Linked DNA regions of Canis lupus: all the other regions are linked to region 3. Evidence: chromatin contacts called from public Hi-C data. All regions are on one chromosome and are shown on one strand. The core of a region is the stretch at or near the end of the contact, and the rest is flanking DNA. Distances in the headings are between cores, read along the strand shown.

What was found. Hi-C and Micro-C count contacts between places; a contact is called where the count stands out from the background.
Region 1: a contact with region 3 is called in a Hi-C map of skin fibroblasts, with 3 times the contacts expected there. The contact joins two enhancer-like sites. A contact is called at or near these places in 6 of 9 Hi-C or Micro-C datasets (amygdala, blood, liver and 2 more).
Region 2: a contact with region 3 is called in a Hi-C map of skin fibroblasts, with 4 times the contacts expected there. The contact joins two enhancer-like sites. A contact is called at or near these places in 7 of 9 Hi-C or Micro-C datasets (amygdala, blood, liver and 2 more).

The regions. Positions count from the first base shown.
Region 1 is chr4:5,528,134-5,531,518 of UU_Cfam_GSD_1.0, forward strand. No RefSeq gene overlaps it. Among named protein-coding and RNA genes, the nearest start is that of IRF2BP2, 87 kb to the right of the region's middle. Within about 2 kb of position 1,973, at least 7 of the 20 cell types and tissues checked have an H3K27ac peak or open chromatin away from gene starts, as enhancers often do.
Region 2 is chr4:5,711,441-5,715,260 of UU_Cfam_GSD_1.0, forward strand. No RefSeq gene overlaps it. Among named protein-coding and RNA genes, the nearest start is that of TARBP1, 18 kb to the right of the region's middle. Within about 2 kb of position 1,466, at least 9 of the 20 cell types and tissues checked have an H3K27ac peak or open chromatin away from gene starts, as enhancers often do.
Region 3 is chr4:5,617,836-5,621,574 of UU_Cfam_GSD_1.0, forward strand. It overlaps IRF2BP2 (interferon regulatory factor 2-binding protein 2), which reads left to right. Exons shown (of 2, transcript XM_038533875.1): 1 at 1-418; 2 at 1,063-3,739. The coding sequence ends at 1,778. Among named protein-coding and RNA genes, the nearest start is that of IRF2BP2, 2.5 kb to the left of the region's middle. Within about 2 kb of position 2,361, at least 3 of the 20 cell types and tissues checked have an H3K27ac peak or open chromatin away from gene starts, as enhancers often do.

The DNA.
Region 1 (3,385 bases), core at 723-3,222, 90 kb before region 3:
ACACGCGCGCACACATACATACGCACACACGGACTCGTGCTCACGTACATACAAAGAACACACATTCTCAGCTACACAAAGGGCGTGAAGCTACCCACCGACACAGAGGAACACACAATCGGCACACGGTGTCATTTCTTTCCCTTTTGGAGAAGGAAAAGAAGGAACAAATGGAAGCCAAAAGCTACTTCCGAAAAGACCGGTTAGAACTCGCAGGCAGGCAAGCGTTATGCAACTCATGGCTGGGTTCACGAAAGAAACTGAGGTTCCTGACAGCACAAATGTGCTCCCGCCCCCGCCCCAGCCACCCCCCCACCACCTCCCCACCTCACTCTGATTCATGAACTGGTTTTCAGATTCATGAATCACTCGGGAGCCAGCAAGAGAAAAAGGAGTAGTATTGATCTCATTTCAATTGCAATTGGCTCACTCGGGCCATTCCGGCTGCAGACAGCTTTGCTCGACCAGACACTGGCCGGCGGCCGAGGCCTGCAGGCCGGCGCCCCCACCTGCGGGCGGGGCAGGAATCCTGGGGCGAAGCCTTCTGCAGAGGGTTCCCCTCCTCGTTATCATCAAATGGGCATAATAATACCTTATTATTAGATGGTGAAGGGACTGTGGCTGGACGCCACCGTCTTCCTCAGGCAGATCTGCTGCTGCTTTTAGTGACCTCCGTCTGTCTTTGTTTGTGCTTTTATGAAATCTTTTAAGAGACATCTCGGGGCAAATTCTTTTCTGGATTTCTGGTGACTTCTCAAGGCCTACCGAAAATAGAAATGCACCTTCTACTGAGCGACTTCAACTTCCAAGCCAATGAGGAGGTCTTGGGGTTTCTTTGTTTTAAGGCAAACAAGCTGTTTTCACCTTCTGCAAGAATGACTGGCGGTTATGGATCTTCTAGATTTGGGGTGATCTGGTTTATGTAAGGAAAGATTATCATCTGCCCACTGTGCTGACTGCCTTCACAGGGACACGGAGCTCTGGGATTTTATGAAATGGGTGTTTTCCTTCCCAAATGAAGTAATTAGTTCTTCTGTCCCCAATTGTCCCGGAAGCAGGCATTGAACCCTGGTCCAGGGGTGGCGCAGAGAGAGGCTCTAGGTCCCCAGGCAGGTTTATTGAGTGCTGTCCACTGAGGAACCTGCTCCCCTCCAACTGCCTTTCCTCTCTCCATTTGAGTTCCAATTCAACCAGCTTCTTTCTTGACAGGTGACCCCCACCGCCACCCAGCCCAACATGTCAGACCCACCCTCCCAGCTGAGCAATCTCCTCCTGTCTGTAACACTGGTCATATGCGAGCAGATCCTAGTAGACTGTTGGCCTTGATTTGCAGTTCAGATGGTATTCTGTGTGGTTGCTGCCCACATGTCCTTCCACCCCTACCCTCCCACGCCCGAGAGGTGTACAACTATTGACTGGACCTATGCTTTTTAGAAACCCCACAAAAGTCGGCAACCATATCCAAAGAAAGATTCGATCCTAATCTGCATAATTTGGGGTCCAAGAGCTTAGAAATGAGATTCTTATCCATTTACTTCAGACACACAGTCGCGCCATTAGATGCATTTTACTTGGCAGGGATTTGACGATGTGACCTTACTCGCTTTTATTCCTGCGATGCCCAGAGAAAGCAAGAGCAGTGCAGGACGGCGAAAGAAGATGTGTTTGTGTGAATTTCAATCAGCAGTTGGTTCAGAGGCAAAAACAAAACAAAACAAAACAAAACAAAACAAAACAAAAAACAGAGCTGTTTTGCATTTCCGTGAGTTCTACATGAAGGTGCCTTTGGGCTCTGAGCCGTCCAAGCATTTTTGGGCTGAACCTGCAGCCAAGCAGAGTCCCAGACCTGCGGGGCCCCATGGGTTAAAATCACTCCCACAAATTTGCTGGCTGGCCTCAGAGCAAATGGGGATAGTGGGTTGGCTCATGTTTTGCATTAACTCGTTTGCTTTTTTCCACTGCAGCCTCACATTCTGTGATAAACCTGAGTTGCTAGGAAAGCTTTATGTAACACCCACTGGCCTCAGCTCCTCAGAGCAGCAAGTGTTCTGTTTCCAGAGTTCCCCATAAACCTGGCAGCACATCAAAACCTCTGTTTCATAACAGACCAGAAATAGGATTTTCTAATAACATTCCAAGGACTGGACTTATCGTGCAGAGGTCTGGACTTTTATGAATTGTTAATGGTTAACTAAACAGAGACCCCCACGACGCCCACCCTGCTATCTTTGGGGTTGAGGAGGGGAGGGACATCGGAAGAATATGGTTTCTACATCCATGATCTGTTGGTTTGTGACCCGAGGCTTTTTTCAGAGAATTTGCTAAATAATCTCAAACATATTGAGGATCTTACTCATGTTTTAAAAAAAGAAAAAAGAAAAAAAAAAAACCAACAACTACCTTCCTCCTGCTTCCTCCTTCATTCATGGAGAATGTGGTTTCCTTTTATTTTGTTGCCAGACACACTGACAGTTGCAGATTTAACCTTGATCTTTCCTTTGGGAGAGGGCAGCTCTCTTCAGTGGGGACACACCTAGTTCTGGGGGATCCAAGTGGTGGCCTCGCCGCCATCCTCCCTTGCACCCATGTGCTCGCTCTTAGCCATCCACCCTGCCTCGTTGGGTTCTGGTTTAGATTATGACAGGGAGTTCCCTGCTAAAGGCCATTTGCAGCCTATTTGGATGTCACTGGGGAAACTTCTTCCCAGGGTTCCAACCACACATCTCTTTGTTCCATTTTCATCTGCTGTGCCTTCCTTCCGGTTCTGCCTGGAACATCATTATTCTATCCTCCTTGTGCAGTTAGCACGTGGGCAACGATTCAGAACAAGAGAAACCCTAGGTATGGAACAGCTGGGACCAGAGGCCCAGCATTGGCCAGACTCACCTCTGGGCAGAACCCCATGTGATCCGGCGACAGGGAGCTGCCGCCACAAGATGTTGAGGTGATGCTGTCATCCCCTCCTGTGTCCTGGGCACCTCCCCACTCTTCTTCCCTGGGTTGGCTCTCTGGACTTACCCCAACAAATGGAGAGGAGCCAGTCCCTTGCTGGGGTCTCAGCTTCAGCTCAACCAGAGGCTGGGACCCTATGCTCTGAGCTCCTGCACCCCGATTTCCTCAATTCCTGCACTGTAAGTCTCATACACCTTCCCATTTTGGAATATTGGCCTCCAGACGTGCCAACTTAGGCCTTTCCAGGACAATTCTCTCTTGGCTATTTCTTCACGGCCACTGACATAATTTCTCCGGCCTCTCCAGCGTTTGCAACACTTCCCCATTTAGTTCCATGAGAGTGGTGTTTACCTGCTGTTCACTCTTTCTTCTGGATCATTAGGAAAAATGATAAAGAAAAGGGTCCTCACCCCATCACCATGCAGAGCTGGGC
Region 2 (3,820 bases), core at 216-2,715, 93 kb after region 3:
TGGCTGCAGATACCAACCCAAAGACGCAAAGGGAAAAGTCAGCACTTACCTTCTTTCACTGAATCAAGGTGCACCATAATTTTCAAAACCTGTCTCTCAGCTTACAGACGTGCAAGCCCTCGAGCCCTCGCCCATAGAACCGAAAGAATTGAAAGAGTATTTTAAAACCCCAAAAGAGGACAAACATGAAAAGAAGCTGAGCTTTTCAGCACTCCCCATTAAGCAGGCTGCACCTCGAATGTTCAAAACAGTACATTATCTCTTCAAGTGTCTTCTACACGCTTCGTCCTGGGGCTGAATATTTATTTCGACTTTCACCATTTATTTCCTTTCCACCAAAGGAAAAGAAAGAATCAGAAATCAGAAAGCCACAGCCCATCACTTTCTAAGAAATGGCCCTCATTCTGGCACACATATGTAGATAAGCGAGTCTTTCTGTCTTTCCAAATATAAAATAACATATATAGAGAGAAAGCAGCTATTAATTAATCTAATTGAGGACTGATTATCCAGTCTGGATTGGACTCAGACTCTCACTTTTCTCCTTTATTCTTTTCTCCCACTCTAGTGGGTATCCTGGCCCCCATGGACAGCTGGCTTGGGAAGACAGCCATCACTCTTTTACACAGCAGTTTGGACTTGAACTCTTACAAGATCCTTGCACAGTGTTTGTACCTGGTTTCTTCATAGTTTGCTTGGTCCCCTTAATTAAACTGGATCACTCTAGGCTGGTTTTTCAGAGGATCTTGATGATTTAAAACAAAACAAAGCATTCTCTGCTTAGCCAGGCCAATCGAAGGATGTCTTCTGGTCCCTCCTTCAATCGCCTGGGGTGGGAGTGGGGGTGATCTACTATGTGCCCTGCATGGAGACCACCAGTCTTTGGGGGATGCCCTCCAAGGGTGCTTTGAGGAGTCACTATTTAGCAAGTACAAAGTACTGTGGAAACCGAAATTGTTTTTGAAAATGCTAAACAATAAGACATTGCTCAAAAAGGCCTTGGTCCTTTCAGTTGTTTTACAGGAAATCCAACTCAAGCAGCCTTACACAGCCATTATCACTTAATTACCTATATAAATCTCACTAGCAACTTCCATAACTTCATTTGCAAATGAATAGGCACACCTCCTAAATCATCCCCTCCCCTCCTTTCCTCTCTCTCCGGAAAGCCATTCCCCCCAAACCCAGAGCTCAGAGAAACTCCGCAGCTGTGATTTGCAGAGGCTCCTGGATGCCCCGTGTCACACCAGGCCAGCCTGCACCTGGCACATGGCAATGTGTGCTCCACAGGTCCCGCTTCCCGCTCACACCCATAAATCCCTGCTGGCATCAGTGGGGGCAGAAGTATGGCAGGAGCCTGGCTCCATCTGCTTAAAAGGTTCACAAACCACAGTGAACCTCTTAGTGATCTGAGGCCAAGTTTCCGGTATGTAATGAAAACTGAAACCTGGTTTTGGGTTTCCTCACCAAATTCACACAGAGCTAGTCATGGTGAGAGACGTGTGAGGTAGCAAGGACAAGCAGCACGAGGGTACAATGGAGACATGGCAGTAAGTGGCAGAAATAGTTCTGGCTCTGCCACCAACTTGTGTGGCCTGAAGCCCGTCACCCACACTCACTCCACTTAGGTGGCTTTCTGTAGATTTGAGTGGGTGCTATTGAGCATGACTTTTCCTTCTGGGACCTGTAGGGGGGATCCAGGGCAGAGGACTCTGAGATAGTAGCATTCCCCCCGAGTCTCTTATTTACAGCACACAGAACCTCAGGATGCCATGGCCATCCCACTCATAGCAGCATTATGTGTTGCCCTCTGCCTGCATTCTGAAGAGTTGCTTTTATTTCTTTAGGCTTCAGCTTTGGATTTCAGGCATATTTATACCTGTTTGGCTTTTGACTTAGTGGAGAACACCAGAAGAATGGCTACATTATTTCGAGGGTTCGCCTAAATGACCTCCTAGATCATTCCCAGCGTGGCGCTCCTGCGCGTTTGCTAAATGCCGTGGCGGAAAGAGAATGGACCCGGGCTGTGAAGTCAGGCATACATGGTTCCAACTTGTAGTCCTGGAATCTACTAGCTGTGTGACTTTAAGCAAACTACTTAACCTCTCTGAGCCTGATTTCCTCATCTGAAAAACCAGGCCAATGCCAACGATCACACTGAAGAGTAAGCAAGTACTTCCAAGACCTGGAACAGAGTGCCTAGACAGTAGATGCCGATGTCAACATTAGATTCCGCTTTTCTGTATTCACATGCGTCTCCTATGAGTCAAAAATGTAGGCCATCCTACATTTGAATATTGCTTCTTTCTTCTCACCCAGGGTCCCACTTCAGAATGAAGGAAATAAGGAAATAAACAATAACCCTCAGAGGGCCTTCTGAAAGCATCACTCATCCATTGAAATGTACTTTCCATTCAAAAAGTGGGTTATTAATTATTCATTCCTATTGGAACTGAAATAAGAACAGAGCTCACTGTTACGACCTGGAGCTTGACAAGAACAAGAGTTTTCCAACTGCTTGATTTCAATCATTTCCTGTGATCTTTGTAACATATTCCAAATCTCAGATTTGCAGCATTGAGAATCAGGCAAACTTTAGACTGAATGACTGTCAGGAATATTTAGTAAATGCCCTGGAATGACTGTTCGCTTTACTTTCATTTCCATTCCAGGCAGTGCATTTCTTGAGGATTATTTCACTGCATGGGTGGCCCGAGTACCTTGGCCCTCAGCCTGATGGCTCATTCCAACGCTCTGGGCAAGCAATAACCACCCAAAAACGCAAGCTTCTCTTTCATGCCCCAGTGGCATGAGTAACATCATTAACTCTTCGAGGCTGAGGTTTGGGATTACGTAAAAACCATTCGCCACCCGCCCCCCCCCTTAGCAGTCAGAAGACCAGAGTAACAAAGTGTTTGCAGCCTCTTTTCATGCCAGATGTGGTTGCCCTAATAAACAATCCTTGAGATATTTTTTTTCCCCAGTGATTACATTTCATCGGGATTGGGGGCTTCAAAATGGAAGCTAAGTGCTGCCTACTTCGAGTTCCAGCGGAACAAACAGGCAAGAAGAGACTCGGCTCTGAAACCCTCAAGACCAGGGGAAATGCGGCTGACATGTCCCCAGGAGCGAAAGGGCAGGAAAAGCACAGCTGTGCAGTATGGGGTTTCACGGGCTCCTCTGGAGATGAGCTTTCTAAAGAGTGAAAACCTTGCAGGACGCTGGCAGGAGGAGACACAGGAACACATTTCCTACGGGCCTTGGGCCTTGGGCCTTGGGCCTTGGGCCTTGGGCCTTGGGCCTTGGGCCTTGGGCCTGCGCCGGGACCAACCAGAGGCCGGCGCTCGGGCACTGCGGGTTCCGCGCGCCATCTGGTGGCTCCGGGCTTGCATTGCAGGCACCATCCCCGCTTTCGCCCCATCGGGGCGTCGTTCCCGCAAGGAGGGCTTAGAGGGCTTTGAAGTCCTGTTGGGAGGTGATCACCAGGGCCCCAGAGGAAGACACCAAAGGCCAGGTGTTCTGAATTCCATTACTTATTCTACAACAGGATACTGAGGCCCCAGTTTCTCCTGGAAAACAGAGATAACTACCCTTCCTCTGACACAGCACCGTGAGCAATCATCTCTGAGCTGTCTGGCCCTTCACATTCTCCTTCCCATGTCACCGTCTCCCAGCTCTGGGCACAAGAGTCCCCCTCTTGCCCCTGCCTGGAACAGACTTACATTCTCGTCTTAGCCTTCTGGATCCTCCACTTCCCAAGAATCAGTCCACAAGTGCCTTTACATTCCCAGAATACCTTTTGCTCGCCCTCATGTTTCCA
Region 3 (3,739 bases), core at 1,111-3,610:
CTGCCCGCCGCGCTCGGCCTCAGCGGCCGCGCCGCCGCCTCGCTGGCCGCCGTGTCCGGGGCCGCGGCCGCCGGCCTGGGCTCGGCGCAGCCCGCCGAACTGAGCTCGCACAAGCGGCCGGCGTCCGTGTCGAGCAGCGCGGCCGCGGAGCACGAGCCGCGCGAGGCGGTGGCCAAGGAGAAGCAGCCGCCGCCGCCGCCGCCGCCGCCCTCGCACCGCGGCGCCGCCGACGGCCTGGCCGGCGCGGCCGGGGCCACCGAGCTGGGAGCCGAGGGCGCGGGCAAAGGCCGCGGGCCCGGGGAGCAGGACTGGGTCAACAGGCCCAAGACCGTGCGAGACACGCTGCTGGCGCTGCACCAGCACGGCCACTCGGGGCCCTTCGAGAGCAAGTTTAAGAAGGAGCCGGCCCTGACTGCAGGCAGGTTGTTGGGTTTCGAGGCCAACGGGGCCAACGGGTCTAAAGCAGGTAGGGGCGGCTGCGGAGTGCGAGGGGACCTAGGGGGCGAGCGGGGGAGCGGAACAGCGGAGGGGGTGCTCTTGCCATTCGCCGCTCAACCCCAGCCCAGAAACAACAAACACCCAACTTCCTGATCTGCCCGAGGCGGAACCAGTGCTTAGTGGCAACGTGTTCATGTGCTGAAGCAGCATAACAGAGATGAGTCAGACTGGGCTGATAGGCACTGACACAGGGTTTTCCTTTCCCAGCACATTCTTGGGTGGGAGCGGGAGGGCACCAGCCACCCTTTACCTTGCTGGGGGCCGTTAGCAATTGAATGCGCGGGTTCCACGTGTAGGTACGGGGCGGACGTGCGTGCGTGCATGTGTAAAAACAGGCTGTCACTGCGGTGCTGCGTTCTGTGGCTTATTTTCAAATACTGCCTGAGAGCCCCGTGAGTCCTAAGTGTTGGGAGTTGCACGTGCACTTGAAACTCCTGAGTGAGATTTTTATATAGGGGCTTGGGGAGAATAGAAATTCTTTAGCGGATCTTGTTTTGTGTTCGTGAAAGAAAGGTCCTTTTCAGTGCACATCCGTTTACTGTTTTCTTTTCTCCCCCTTCTCAGTTGCCAGAACAGCAAGGAAGAGAAAGCCTTCGCCAGAACCAGAAGGTGAAGTCGGCCCCCCTAAGATCAATGGAGAGGCACAGCCATGGCTGTCCACACCCACCGAAGGGCTCAAGATCCCCATTACTCCTACATCCTCTTTTGTGTCTCCACCACCACCCACTGCCTCACCTCATTCCAACCGGACCACACCGCCTGAAGCGGCTCAGAACGGCCAGTCGCCCATGGCAGCCCTGATCTTAGTAGCAGACAATGCAGGGGGCAGTCATGCCTCAAAAGATGCCAACCAGGTTCACTCCACCACCAGGAGGAATAGCAGCAGTCCACCCTCTCCGTCCTCTATGAACCAAAGAAGGCTAGGCCCCAGAGAGGTGGGGGGCCAGGGGGCAGGCAACACAGGAGGACTGGAGCCAGTGCACCCTGCCAGCCTCCCAGACTCTTCTCTGGCAGCCAGCGCCCCTCTATGCTGCACCCTCTGCCACGAGCGGCTGGAGGACACCCACTTTGTGCAGTGCCCGTCTGTCCCTTCGCACAAGTTCTGCTTCCCTTGCTCCAGACAAAGCATCAAACAGCAGGGAGCTAGTGGAGAGGTCTATTGTCCCAGTGGGGAAAAATGCCCTCTTGTGGGCTCCAATGTCCCCTGGGCCTTTATGCAAGGGGAAATTGCAACCATCCTTGCTGGAGATGTGAAAGTGAAAAAAGAGAGAGACTCGTGACTTTCCGGTTTCAGAAAAACCCAATGATTACCCTTAACTAAAACTGCTTGAATTGTGTATATATCTCCATATATATATATATATATATATATATATGTATATATACATATATACATATATATACACACACACACTCATATATATATATATATATATATGTGCATATATATATATATATATATATATCCAAGACAAGGGAAATGTAGACTTCATAAACATGGCTGTATAATTTTGATTTTTTTTTGAATACATTGTGTTTCTATATTTTTTTTTTGACGACAAAAGGTATGTACTTATAAAGGCATTTTCTTCTTTTGTTAATGTTATTAGCATATCTTTGTGCTTTATTATCCTGGTGACAGTTACCGTTCAATGTAGGCTGTGACTTGCGCTGCTTTTTTAGAGCACTTGGCAAATCCGAAATGCTTCTAGCTGTATTTGTATGCACTTCTTTTAAAAAGAAAAAAAAAAAAAGCCAAATACATTTTCTGACATTGTAAGATTGCCTTACTGTCTGTTATTCCTTAATGCTGGCCCCTTTCTCAGGCTGGAGGCCAGTTGGTGGAGAAGGAAAGGGAAGGAGCCAAGGGGGCACTGTTGTGAAGTGGGTGGCATGCCACTGAGAAATATCACCAAGTTTACCCCAAAACATTGTCCTCTCAGAGTAGTAGGAAAATAGATTTTGAATCTTTTATCTATTTTGTTCTGAAAGTTCAGTTGTTGGGGTATTGACTGCCTGAGAGTTGCTGCTGAGAGATTTTCAGGACTGTGTGGTTTGGGGGGGGGGGGGGATTTTTTTTTTTTTTTTTAAAGGCAAAGTTGACCACTGTTCACTGACCACGTGATCAGTTGTAAGATTACAATGCTGCATGCTAGTTGGTTACATAATACACAATTCAGTGACTGAAGGCGGTGATAATGGATGGTGGTGTGTACAAGATGGCACTGCCATCTTTGAACAGAGCCTGGCTCTGCAGCGCCACTTTATCTTTTTAAACACCCTAGAGCTCTGTTTGTTGTTGGTGGTGTCTTTTCCTTTGAAAAGAGTTGCAAGAGAAGTTACAGTTCAGGTGAACTTGGAGATTGTGGGATTGGTTTCATTTCTGTTTTGTGTTTTGTTTTGTTTTTATCATTTACCTGTAGTGCTATTGCTGTTGGTACTATCACCTACACCCTGTTTCTAGTGAGTGCTAAATACAGTATGGTACAATGACAGTAACGGCGCATGGTGCTGCCAGGACTGCCCGTGGGCATATCAGTGACAGCCCAGATGGGGGTGGAGGAAACCTGTAATTTCCTTCTTATGTGTGTTTGAAATACCAAGTGAATAATACTGTTCTTCTGGAAAAAAAAAAAAAAATGATAAACTAGTGAAAATTAAAGAAAGGGTTTTAATAATAGGCAGGCGCCCCACCTCTCAAACTATTCTTAGAAACCTTTTGTAAACTAATTTCTTTGATCACTATTTTGCATCAGTAAAATGATTTTTTTTAAACCAATAAATCATCTGTTATTAGAAATAGTTGTCTCACAATGATACTGGTTTTTCTTTTGTGCTGTTACAATTTAACATTGACAGGAACACTATTTTATATCCTTTTATGTTCAGGTGTTTGTAACTTGGCCCTATAATTAGGCTGAATCATGGCTTCAAGGTCTACAACTTAAGTGTATTGTTTACGACCTAGCTTCTATTCTAATTTGAAGATAGAGATTATTATCCTCTTTGGATTCTTTTTTAGTTACGTTTTTGTCTTTTTTAAATTGCTCAAATATTTTTTAATGGTCGAGTTATTAACACTTGAAAATCAGATACTGCACCAAATACAGTATTTTTTTGTGTGTGTTTTTAATGAGTGCACTTATTATTAATGCTGTGCAAATTCATGTTACCGGTCATTGTTATATTACAAACAGACTTGCATGATTAACCAGTTTGTTGTTACACTTTTTTTTTTTTT